Regions from separate parts of the Pan troglodytes genome. Here region 2 is linked to region 1. Evidence: chromatin contacts called from public HiChIP or PLAC-seq data. All regions are on one chromosome and are shown on one strand. The core of a region is the stretch at or near the end of the contact, and the rest is flanking DNA. Distances in the headings are between cores, read along the strand shown.

Evidence for each region. HiChIP or PLAC-seq counts read pairs in DNA pulled down with a chosen protein or histone mark.
Region 2: an H3K4me3 HiChIP or PLAC-seq map of stem cell-derived excitatory neurons shows a contact between it and region 1, with 5 times the contacts expected there. The contact joins the promoter of CPT1A here to the promoter of PPP6R3 in region 1. A contact is called at or near these places in 1 of 7 Hi-C or Micro-C datasets (stem cell-derived neural progenitor cells) and 1 of 1 datasets of contacts at active chromatin or transcription factors (stem cell-derived excitatory neurons).

The regions. Positions count from the first base shown.
Region 1 is chr9:70,500,487-70,506,698 of NHGRI_mPanTro3-v2.0_pri, forward strand. It overlaps PPP6R3 (protein phosphatase 6 regulatory subunit 3), which reads left to right and starts at 4,847. Exons shown (of 24, transcript XM_001173771.7): 1 at 4,847-4,960.
Region 2 is chr9:70,882,839-70,889,546 of NHGRI_mPanTro3-v2.0_pri, forward strand. CPT1A (carnitine palmitoyltransferase 1A) reads right to left here and starts at 5,274. Exons shown (of 19, transcript XM_016921421.4): 1 at 5,087-5,274.

The DNA of each region.
Region 1 (6,212 bases), core at 3,597-6,096:
GCAGCCCTAGTTGTTAGTAACTCAGCGGCTTCACTTTCTCCCAACACTCAGGCTCCCAACCATCCTTTATAGGAAGGGAAATACCTGCTTCCCAAGCGGGATTGAATCTTAATGCAGTGAAGAAGAAAGAGAAGCAGAAGAGCTCAGTTTCCACGTTGAAATGGGCCGACCCCTCATATCCTACATGAGCCCGTAGCTGGCCTCTCCCGTCCAGCCTCAACACCTCTTGACCTGACCTGGCCTGGGCTCCTGAACACCAGCCAAGCCCTTCCTGGCATGTCCTCTTCTGGGGCAGCCCCTCTCCAGCCCGTGGATCAGCGCCAGCCTGGGATGGACTGTGCCCTGGTGACATAACAAAGGGAAAGACAATACGGCATTTTTCCCTTCAAGTTGAACTTCTTGTTTTTTTTTTTTTTTTCAGACAGAGTTCCGCTCTTCCACCCAGGCTGGAGTACAGTGGCAGAATCTCGGCTCACTGCAACCTCCGCCCCCAGGTTCAAGTGATTGTCCTGCCTCAGCCTCCCGAGTAGCTGGGATTACAGGCGCCCGCCACCACGCCCAGCTAATATTTGTATTTTTAGTAGAGATGGGGTTTCTCCATGTTGGCCTCAAACTCCAGACCTCAGGTGATCCGCCCACCTTGGCCTCCCAAAGTGCAGGAATTACAGGTGTGAGCCACACACCCGGCCTGAACTTCTTCAATTTAAGCTCTTCTTTATTCAGAGCTAGTTTTTCCTGTGTTAGTGTATGTGTGTGTTAGCATGTCCTTTCTTTTATGAAATTATGATAATAGTAAATACTTAAAAAAAAATCATTACAGAATTGAAATTGGGGGCCGGGTGCGGTGGCTCATTCCTGTAATCCTAGCACTTTGGGAGGCCAAGGCAAGCGGATCACCGGAGGTCAGGAGTTCAAGACCAGCCTGGCCAACATGGTGAAACCCTGTCTCTACTTAAAACACAAAATTAGCTGGGCGTGGTGGTGTGTGCCTGTACTCCCAGCTACTCGGAAGGCAGAGGAAGGAGAGTCGCTGGAACCTGGGAGGCAGAGGTTGCAGTGAGCCAAGACTGTGCCACTGCACTCCAGCCTGGGCAACAAAGCAAGACTCCATCTCAAAAAAAAAAAAAAAAAAAAAAAAATTAAAATTTGGCAGCTCTGATTCTGTTCCCAAAATTTAAGTCATGATAGCCAGGTGATGGGTGCGTGAGCATGCAGCCTGCTCTTCTCTCTGCTTTTGAATATGTTTGAAACTATTCAGTTACATGTGTGTTTTTTTAATAATTTGTTATTAATTTTTGCAGGTACATAGCAGGTACATATATTTATGGGGTTGTTTTTTTTTAAAGTCTAGATGGATTGAAAAGTTGAATATTAATATGAAACATTAAACTACAAAAGGATCAGGAGGAAAGACAGAAGGTGGTGATCCCTGAAATCTAGACGTTTTAGGGTAGAGACGTCAATCTGTGTAGAATGCAAAGCTTCTAAGTCATTCCTCTGTTTAAAGCCTGTCAGTAGCTCCCCATGGCTCTCAGGACCCAGGCTGAGCTCAGATACCTCCTCCTCCAGGAAGTCCTCCCTGACTTCAACCTTCTGGTTAGGTTAGAAGCAAACCATAAGTGGAGACCTTAGGGGCCCACTTACGTTGGGCAAGGTACTGTATGATTTCATTATAATGTATATGGCCCTGTGACCCACCTCAGAGTCAGGGATGGAGGAGCCTGGTGCAGATACTGGCAAATCCTTTGATGATGAGTGAGTATAGGGATGCAAGTGTCGGTGGGGGTGTTGGGTCCTCCCTGGGCTCCCCAGCAGGGAAGGACGGATGGGAGCCCAGCCCTGGCTGCCCCCTCCTGCCCATGGCCCAGCCTCCCTCTCAGGCACCAGCCAGTCCCAGGACTCTCTGCAACCTTTCCCGGGCTCCTTAGTCCAGCTCCAAGCTGCCCCTCTGGCCCTGTGCTACACCTGGTGCTCCCTGCTCTCGCTTCCAGCCATCTTCTCTAGAGTATGGCCAGCCCTTCTTCTGCCCGGAAGCTTTCCTTGGCTTCCATGGTCTGAGCATAAACCCAGGTTCCTCCGCCTGGCTTCCAAAGCCTCCATGGTCCCTTCTGCACCTGCTTCTCGTGCTGTTGCCCCAGACCTGAGATCAGCCCCACCCTGCCTTCCACGGGGTGTGCTCCTTCCACCTTGCTGCCTCGGCCTCTCTCCCTGGTATGGCCGCTCCCGCCCTGCCCAGGTGATCAGCCTGTGAATCCCCTCCCTAACCCCCGCACAGAGCACACCTCCCAGGCTGGCTTCCGGCTTGACTATGTTCCTCCATGCCTCTCTGAGTAGCAGGATCAATGTGAGAAAGGTCTGCCCTGTCTGCAGCCTCCCCAGAAGCACAGTACTTTTCGTGGCGCGTACACGGGCTGGTAGATACAGTTGTCCCTCTGTATCCGTGGGAGATTGCTTCTGGGACCCCCAAGGATTCTCAAGTCCCGTATATAAAATGGCTTAGTACAGTTAACAACGGAGATGTGTTCTGAGAAATGCATCGTTAGGCAATTTTGTCCTTTGCAAACATCACAGGTATACTTAGCACAAACCCAGATGGTCTAGCCTACTACACACCTGGGCTATATGGGATAGCCTATCGCTCCTAGACTACACATCCATACAGCATGTTACTGTGCTGAATACTGAAAGCAGCTGTAACACAATGGTAAATATTTGTGTATCTAAACATAGAAAAGATCCAGTACAGCTGGGCGTGGTGGCTTACGCCTGTAATCCCAGCACTTTGGGAGGCTAAGGTGGGTGGATCACCTGAGGTCAGGAGTTCCAGACCAGCCTGGTCAACATGGTGAAACCCCCATCTCTACTAAAAATACAAAAATTAGTGGGACATGGTGGCATGCACCTGTAATTACAGCTACTGGGGAGGCTGAGGCAGGGAGAATTGCTTGAACCCAGGAGGCAGAGGTTGCAGTGAGCTGAGATCACCCCATTGTACTCCAGCCTGGGCGACAGAGCAAGACTCCATCTCAGAAAAAAAAAAAAAAAAAAAAGTCCAGTACAACTACAATATCATAATCTTATGAGACCAGTCTTTTTTGTTTTTATTTATTTATTTATTTTTTGAGACAGAGTTTCGCTCTGTCGTCGAGTCTAGAGTTCAGTGGTGCAATCTCGGCTCACTGCAAGCTCCGCCTTCCGGGTTCACGCCATTCTCCTGCCTCAGCCTCCTGAGTAGCTGGGACTACAGGCGCCCGCCACTGCGCCCGGCTATTTTTTTTTTCTTTTTGTATTTTTAGTAGAGACGGGGTTTCACCGTGTTAGCCAGGATGGTCTCGATCTCCTGACCTCGTGATCCACCCGCCTCGGCCTCCCAAAGTGCTGGGATTACAGGCGTGACCGCGCCGGGACCTCCTGTGGATTTTCATGGGACTCTGAGAGGCGCCTCAAATCCATTTTGGAATAAGGCAGGTTATTAGCATGGGGTCTAACCGTGGGCTGTCTCGGTGTCCCGGGCTGGCTCTTGGGGCGGGGGTCCTGATGTCCGGGACCTCGGTCCTACCTGGGAGGCACAGATATGGCGGGGAACGGGAAGCCCGGGGGAGCATTTAGAAGCTCGTGTGCACACGGAAACCCTGTCTCTACAAAAAATTAAATTAGCGGGGCCCAGTGGTGCGTGCCTGTGGTCCCAGCTACTCGGGAGGCTGAGGTGGGGGGACTGCTTGAGCCCAGGAGGTGGAGGCTGCAGTGAGTCATGATCACCCCACCGCACTCCAGCCTGGACAACAGAGCAAGACCTTGTCTCAAAAAAGACCCCAGGCCAGGAGCGGTGGCTCACCCCTATAACCCCTGCACTTTGGGAGGCTGAGGTGGGCGGATCACCTGAGGTCAGGAGTTCGAGACCAGCCTGGCCAACATGGTGAAACACCCGTCTCTTCTAAAAATACAAAAATTAGCCGGGCATGGTGGCGTGCGCTTGTAATCCCAGCTACACGAGAGGCTGAGACAGAACTGCTTGAACCTGGGAGGCGGAGGTTGCAATGAGCTGAGGTCGCACCACTGCACTCCAGCCTGGGGGACAACAGGGAAACTCCGTCTCAAACAAAACCAAACCCCAAAAGTTCTCGTCTAAATCCTTCCCCCAGGACAAGGGCACTTATCTCTTGGCGGTGCGTCACAGGTAGGGATATTCCGCGATCCCTCACCTTGACACCGCTACGAGGACAGCCACCTCTTTCGGGTAAAGAGACCGCAATGGGAAATCATTCTGATAAAATTCCCCTGCGGCGAATGCGGGCATCGATCCCGTTACCTCTCACATACTAAACGAACGCTTCTCCACTTAAGCTGATTCCCTAGCTCGGCCTAACCTTTGCAGCCGGCGCATATTGTGGCTCACGTCACCACCGGTGTCCCCCGCCGCCCCCGCCCCGCCCGGCCAGCTCGCCACCCTATTGGCTCCCTCACGGCTCCGGCTCCACGGCCATGATTGGCTTGGCTCAATTTAGTTTTAAAAAGCATTGGCCACTCGGATTGGTGGTCCGAAGCGTCCGTCAAGCGGAGGACCTGCTGTTGCTACGGCGTAGGGGGACCCAGCCAGGTTTCTCCCCGTTTCTGATTTGTTTCTCAGGCTCCGGGGTCCTAGAGGTTCCGGATCCGTCAAGTCCATGGGAAAAGAATGCGCCCCTCGCGCTTGACTGACGAGGCTTGCGGGCCAATCGGAACGGAGTCAAAGGAGCCGCTAGGCGATCCAATAGGTAGTAGGGGGCGGGAGAGAGGGGCCAATGAGCCTGGAGCTGGGGGCGGGGACAGGGCCGCGATTGGCTGAGAGGCGGCCAGAGGGAGGGCGGGGGGAACTCAAGGCCTGCTTGATACGTCCGCCATTTTGGGCGCTTCGCTGATGGTGTCGGTGAGCGCGTTTCCCGCCTGAGCGCAACTAGCGGCGGGTCGTGGGCACCTCCAGGTAATGGGGGTGGGGGAGGCGCCGGAGCAGGCCGCGGCGCGGGGTGTGCGAGGCGCGCGGGCAGGCGCGGGGCCCCTCCACCTGGGCCTCGGCGGCTCAGGGAGGGAACGTCCCGGCCCCTCTCCCCTCCCCCCCCGGAATTCGTCGCTCCGCGGGCCCGGGAGGCGCGGCGCCGAGTCCTTCCCGGCCGCTCCCCGTCCGCTCCTGTTAGCCGGGGGCCCCGCCAAGACGGGCGCCGGGAGCGGGACGCGGTCGGGGCGGCGAACTTTGTGCCTCGTTGACGTTCGCGGCCTGGCGCGGCGGGCGGGCGAGGCGCGCCCCTGACCCGGCTCTGGCTCCAGCCTTCCCGCCCGCCGGCCGCGGCCCGCAGTCTCGCCCCTCCCCGGCCCGCGCCCGGTCTCCGCTCCCGCTGGGCCTCCCGGGGGCCTCGGGGAGCGCGTCAAGTTGAGGCAGCAACTCGCCGTCAAGAGTCGCGAAGACCATTGTTGGACTCTGCTCTTCGGGAAACAAGTTTTGTGGGTTTCTGTTAATTCGCCGCAGAGTCATCGGGATCCACACCAGCCAGTTCCGAGGCTCCCAGTACCCTTCCCAGTGGCTTTTTAACTCCTGTGAGGTGGCTTGTATGTAAACTGTCTCGAATGCCTCCCTGGTGTATTTGAGCCGGGGGTGGGGGGGTGGGTGGTCCTTCTTGTGGCTTGAAGTCCCTCCCTCTTAAAGAAGCCCATTCACTGTTTACTTGGAGGTGTTTCCTGTTGAGGTCCTGCTGGCTGTGATCACAATTTGGACTTTTTAATTATAGGTGAACGGGATGGGTCTTTGGATGTACCTCCGTGCCCTGACGTTTCAACCGCGTGACTTAATGTCATTTTCCTGGTACTTCACATTTTCTCTGTGGGGCTTTGGGTCTGTTTTGCTTTTATGGGAGGGGGTGCTTGACAGGCGTTCCCTTTCATCCTCGCAGCACTTGTTGACGGGGTGGTGTCCTTTATTCGTGGGACGTTTACTTTGATTTTGTCCTCAAGGTCATGTTGCAGATAGGCTTCAAGGGGGACAGGGACTCCAGGTTTCCAACCACCGAACTGAGCAAGTGTATGAGACCCAGTTATGGTGGTGGTTGGGTTTTCCTCACTGTGGAGTGGAGTCAGTGACCACTTTTTAGCTCTGTGACCTTGGGCAAGTTACCCAGCTTCTCTTTTTTTTTCTCTGTAGTATGGGAATAATAATAAGTGTCCCAGCCATAAGTTTGTCAGGA
Region 2 (6,708 bases), core at 4,024-6,523, 380 kb after region 1:
ACCCAGAAGGCAGAGGCTGCAGTGAGCCGAGATCATACCGCTACACTCCAGCCTGGGCAACAGAGTGAGATTTCCTCAAAAGAAAGAAAAGAAAAGAAAAGAAAATAAGAAAAGAAAAGAGAGAAAGAAAGAAAAATGAAACAAAATCTCCAAGAAAAGAAAGGGAAGGAAGGAAGGAAGGAAGGAATGAAGGAAATAAAGAAAAAGGAAAGCAAACCTCCATGTATTAAATCTTTTTCAGGGCACCAGAGGAGATGACAGTTGGCAAATCAGGGATAAATGCTTTTATAAATGAAGAATCATTTTATAAAAAGTCAAATTTCAGTGATAGCATATGACAGTTTCGTCTCTTCTCTTCTCTTTTCTTTTCTTTTTTGAGACGGAGTCTTGCTCTGTCAACCAGGCTGGAGTGCAGTGGTGTGATCTCGGCTCACTGCAACCTCCAACTCCTGGGTTCAAGCGATTCCCCTGCCTCAGCCTCCCGAGTAGCTGGGATTACAGGCGTGCGTCACCATGCCCAGCTACTTTTTTGTATTTTAGTAAAGACGAGGTTTCACTGTGTTGGCCAGGCTGGTCTCGATCTCCTGACCTCATGTTCCGCCCATCGTGGCCTCCAGAAGTGCTGGGATTACAGGTGTGAGCCACTGCGCTTAGCTGACAGTTTCTCCAGGGCATCAGAACACAGCGTTAGGAAAGCTGTCTGTGGTGACTCAATGTGACTTGATGACCACAGGACCCCCTGAGTGAGCCAGGGCTGGTGGGCGAAGCAGACATCACTGCAGAGAGCTAGCAGCTTGCTGTGGGGAGAGAATAGGGACGTGGTCTCGGGTCCAGATGTCCTCAGCCACAGTAGCAGCATGAAGGAAGGTGCATTGAGGGGGGACCCAAATGCTCCTCTGCTCCCTGCCTCCCTCACAGGAACTTCCCATAACACAAACAGGAATAACAGTGCCCCTCGTCAGGTGGTTGTGGCAATCCAGAGTGGAAAAAGGGTGCTTCGGGCAGGGCGAGGGGGCTTATGCCTGTAATCCCAGTGCTTTGGGAGGCTGAGGTGGGAGGATCGCTTGAGGCCAAGAGTGCACTATGATTGCGCCACGGCACTCCAGCCTGGACAACAGAGCAAGACCTTGTCACTAAAGAAAAAAAAAGAAAGGATGTCTCAAATGTTCTGTCATTCCTTCAACACATATCTGAATGTCTGCTCTGGGCCACTGAAATAATGAGGAAGGTGAATGTAAGGGTGAGTTAGGAAGAAGTAGCAGCACTTAGCCCCGGCTGCATGTGGGGGCTTAGGGAACAGGAAGAATGCAGGCTGGCTCTCCGGCTCCTGGGCTGGGTACCACAAACCACCCGCATCAGGAGTATGAAGCCTTCCTTTCTTAACATAAAGGACTTGGTGTCCAATGCCTAACCTATATCCCTCAGGAAGCAGAGCGGTACCCACCCTACTGCCCAACCCTCCAAGGTGACCGTGACCCTCCTGCACACCCTGGAGAGGCACGCCTCACTCAGCAGCATGATTTCTTTCATTGTTAACTTCCAAAGACGTTCCTGGACCGAAGAACAATCCTCACCAAAAAAAAGGCAAAGGCAGACACTTCTGAGGCCGTCAAGATACCCAAATAGGGTAGCTGGCCTCAGCCCAGGGCCTGCTGGGGATCCAACCTTCACCTGACATTTGGATGGGGTAAAAGTTGAAATTTACACAAGGTAACAAATATTTGAAGCTAGCAAGCAGAAAAAAGTCCTTACTTGTGTTAAGCAATCAATTTGTTTAAAAAACATATCCTGTACATGTCGTCAAAGAAACTGGTAATAGTGGTGGCATCTGGAGAGGGGAACCAAGTGAGAAGGACTCTACTCTGTATCTGCACCTTTTAAAAAAAAAAAAAAAAACAAAAAACAGAGACAGAGTCTGGCTGTCACCGAGGCTGGAGCGCAGTGGTGCAATCATAGCTCACTGCAGTCTCCACCTCCTGGGCTGAAGCCATCCTCCCACCTCAGCCTCCTGAGTAGCTGGGACCACAGATGCACTCCACCAGGCCCTACTAATTGTTTGTAGAGACAGGGGTCTGGCTCTGTTGCCCAGGTTGGTCTCGAATTCCTGGCCTCAAAGCAATCCTCCCACCTTGGCCTCCCAAAGCATTGAGATTACAGGCGTGAGCCACGGGGCCGGGCCCATCTGTGCCTCTTTAACTTTGCATCGTATGCTTATATCGCTTATTTGTAAAAACAAAACAAAACAAAAGTCTTCACAAGAAAAGCTCAAGACTGGCAGAAGACAAGTGAGGCCTCTTTAAAGTGTGTTAGAGAGATTCTCGAGAGATTCTCTCCAACACACTTTAAACAAACAATCTCGAACAGCCATTTTAATTCTTAAAGCACCAATTCTTCCGGAATTCAAGTTCAGGCTTCCACCAGCAACAGAATTCTGGCCTGCCAATAATAACCATGCAGAGTGACTAAACATTTTTTCCAACAAAGGAAAAAATGCAAACGATCAAAGTGCAGAAGCAGCCCTTGGCCCGCGCAGGCTCCGGTTTCCGCCTCCCGCCGCCGCTGCCACCGCCCCTGCGCCTTTAGATTTCGGGCAGCAAGTTTAATTGCTCGCTTGGAAAGCGTCCTCGGAAGGGCACCGCCAGCAACTGCGGCTTCGCGCCCCGCCCCTTCCCCCAAGCCCCGGGCGGCGTCACGTGACGGCTGAGAAAAGTAGGGGAAAGGTCAGCAGCAGCCCCGCCCCCGGGCTGGCGCGTCCCAGGCGCTCGGATCCTGTTCCACCCGCCGTGCCCACAGAGACCTTCCGGAGCGAGTTGGCGCGCGTCCCTGTGGCCACCCCAGCGACAGCGGGAGAAATGCAACGCACCTCTCCGTGGGAAGGTCGAGCCCTGCAGTGCCCAGCTGTGGGGACAGCTCGGTGCTCAGTGCTTCTGATGACAGATGCTGCATCCAACGAGCCAGAAACGCAGGCACCGCGCTCAAGAGCCCAGGGCGCGTCTAAAAGGGGCTCACTGTGAAGCCTCAGTGAAAACTGACGGTGTTTTTATGAATGAGCACTCGGGGCCAGGGTTGGGTAAGGGCAGGCCCTCGTTCCAGGGCCCCCCGGAGGCCCAACTTGACCGCTCGGTGACCACTGGTCCGGGGCCGGGGCCAAACGCAGCAGCCGCAGCAGTATCGGAAGGGACCCAGTTTAATTCTCTTCCCCTCCGGGGTAGGCGGCTTGTTTTTAGTACCAACTCGAAACGTTATTTTGGCCTGTGCATGATGCCAACTTCTGCCACTTTGAAACAAAGTGTGTGCACTCCCAAACCTGGCCCTTTTTATTGTTTGATTCCAACCGTTAAGATAGGGTTCAAGTGCAAGGTCTAGGCTAGCAATGCTTCACAGGAAGGAAACCAGTAATTTACATGCGAAAAGCAGTCCACAGGCTCTTGGTATTGAGGCAAAACCAATCCAAAGAACCAGCTGTGAATGCTGATGGTCCCCAGACCAACTGACAGCTGGATGTTCGCTGGCCTCAGCGGTGTGCATTCTCAGCGACACTAATGTCCTCAATTTATTGCTACGTTCACTCGGTCAGAGTCGCCTTAAAGAATTTGGAAAGGCCCGGGGGTGGGGGTGCTTCCTGGCATAAATAAAAGACCAGTGCTCAGCCATTTTTTATTCACTCGGTTTGTGGCTTAGAATGAAATAAACATGCTTGCATATCTGGAATGACCAGAAACCGGACACCTGTGGAAGAAAATGGTGTAACAAAATACAACGTTGCAAAAGGTAAAACCGATTTTCATTTTATTCGGTAACTTACAAAGTTACCAGCTTCCTACTAAAATCTGCCCTTAAATATTTTATAACACACGGAGCCGAGAGGAACCGAAAGCCTGTGCCGAGTTGGGAATATTAACTTTGTTATGTATTTAACCTGGTAGGTAGTTGGGATTTTTAACTCTCTGAGTTGTTTTCTTTTTTTAAAGTAAGATCGGCCCTCATCTTTGAGTTCTGCGGCTTTAACGAAAGCCAAGGGCGGATTTACATTATAAAGACGCTGACCCATGGCCTCTCCTGACAAACCGAAAGAAGCCGGCTGTTGGCTGGCCGCGGCGGTGGCTCCGAGAAGGGGCTGCCCCGCGTGGCCCTGACCGCACCGTCGGGCTCGCAGGCCAAGTTCGCCAGGGCACGGCCACGTGACACCCCCACCCTCCCGCGGCCCCGCCGCTCCCAGCCCGGCACGACCTTGGGCACATGCTCCGCGCCCACCTGCCCTTGACCCAGCGCTGCACGGGAGAGGCTGCGGGGCGCTCCCAAGCAGGCACTGGGCCCGGCACCCTCATCCTGCTCACGGCAGCGCTCGGACCGCGCCTGGAGTCCCTGCGCCAAGGGCGTGTCCCGACGGCTGCACTGCGAGGGCGGGCATGGGGAGGGGGACCGGGGAGACGGACGCTGGGATGGGGTCAGCGGCGCCCTGCCGAATCCCGAGGGCCGAGCATCCCTCCCTCAGCCGCACTGCACCTGCCCGTAGGTGACCCACCCACGGGCGGACCCCCAGACCCAATCCTCTCCAGAGCCAGGGTGGGATGGGCAGGGACAGGAGCCGGAGGCCCTACTGGCCCTGGGCGAAGGCATCCTGGAAAGCATCCAGAGCGTCCAGCATCCCTCCCGCGGCCACCCGCAGGCTGACCGACCCCTGGGCAGACCCTCAGACTCAATCCAGTCCGGGGCGGATTAAGGAGTGGGAGACAAGGGAGCCGGTGGCCCCGCTGGCCCCGGGCCGGAGGCGTCCAGCCAAGTCCGGAGGGCCGAGCATCCCTCCCGCGGCCGCACGGGACCCGCCTGCGGATGGACCGACCCCCGGCGGACCCTCAGACCCAATCCCCTGGGGGACATGGGGAGCCCCGGCCTCTTTCTGGGTTCAGGATCTCCACAACCCCGCCGTCCGGGGGGAATACCGGGGTTCCACTCGGCGCCCCGGTTCCGGCGGCGTCCCCCACCCGCTCCGGTTCCCGGCAGCCCCGCGCCCCGCCCGTCCCCGGCCCCCGCAACCCGCAGGGCCGCCCCGCCACCCTCCCCACCGCGGGCGACCGGGCCTCACCGAGTCAGCTACGGAGGTGCGGCAGCGGCAGCGGCAGCGGCGCGGCAGCGGCGGCGGCGGTGGAGTGAACGAGCGGCGAGCGGGAGCCGGGGAAGGAGGGCCGCGGGCGAGGCCGAGCGCACCCGACGCCGGCAGCAGCGGATTGGCTGAGGCGGGTCCGGCTGCGGCGCCTGCAGGCGGGTGACTCCCAGCGCGCGGAGGGCGGGCCCGGGGCCTCGGCGGGGCGGGGCGTCCGCGGGGCTAGGAGGGGAGGGAAACTGAGGCTCGCGCGGGTGCTCGCGTCCTCGACCTCTGCCGGAATGGGGTCTAGGACGAGATTCCTCACCCTCCGAGCCTCAGTTTCCTCATCCGTAAAACGAGCCATCTCGTGGAGGCCGTGCGCATAAAATCGCTTAGCTCCGTGCCTGGCTGATCCTCGCGACTTATCTATCGGCATTGCCCCGTGTAATGCTCCAGGCACCCACTGATGGTATTCACCCCTGACTCCTTCATGCAGACAAGGGTCGCGGGCCAGGAAATAAGTTACCCCACATCACCGAGCTGAGAAGCAACCGATCCACAGGGAGTGGTGGCGCGCGCCTGTAATCCCAGCTACTCGGGAGGCGGGAAGTCGCTTGAAGCCAGGAGTTCGAGGCCAGCCTGGGCAACGTAGCGAGACCCCGTCTCTAAAAAAAAAAGCGCGGGGAAGTGATAGATCGGACATTGGGTCCAGATCTGATTCCACAGCCCATGCCCCAAATCAGACCTTATACCACGATTGGCAGTCATCGCGATCCGGAGGCAGCGTGGCTCCTCCTCATCTAGCTAGGATAAAAATGCCTCACTTGGGGGGCTTTGGTGAGATTTACTAAAATAATTCTTCCAGCGTCAAGAACATAATAGGTGCTGGGAGAGGAGTAGCTGGAGCCCAGGGCAGAGCGACCGAGAGACCCTTGTGCTGGAGCTCGGGAGAGGGGCCGGGAGCGGGAACTGAACATCCACCGGTCCCAGGAGTCTAGGGCGAGCGCAGCTGCAGGGGACCCAGGGGGTTTAGGGGGAGGGAGAGGGGCCCCAAGCATAACAGGAGGGCCAAGGGGCTCTTCCTGACCGGGAGCCACCCCTCCCCTATCTTTGCCCGCAATGCTTCCAGGCTCGAGCTGGCGGCTCTGCATACAGCAGGTGCTCCATAAATGCACCGATGTTATGAACAAAGACTCTTTTAAACCTCTTTTATGAACCCTGCTCTTTTTAAGTTCGACCACTTCTTCTAGTTATGAAAAAATCCATGTTTGCAACCATCCTTCTTTCTGTATCATTTAGTTGTTACCGCAGAAGAATTTAGAAGAGAAAATGAAAGTTCTCCTTTGATCCCGCCCCCCACCACCGCTGCAGTTAACTCTCCCTGCGGTTCCCGGGCTCGCTGTTTTAAAGGAAGGCTAGGATGCAAGCTGTCTGTAAGGCTGTATTGTTTTCACTTGGCTTACGTCGTAGACAGTTCTCTGTTGGGGGACGGAGATGACCACCGGCCTTCCCAAGGCTGCATAAGATTTCCTTTGACTATGCTGTGATCCATTTACGCGGCCCCCATTGGACAATTAGGCCCTCCTCCCCGCCCCCCACCCCACCATTGCAGGTATAAATAA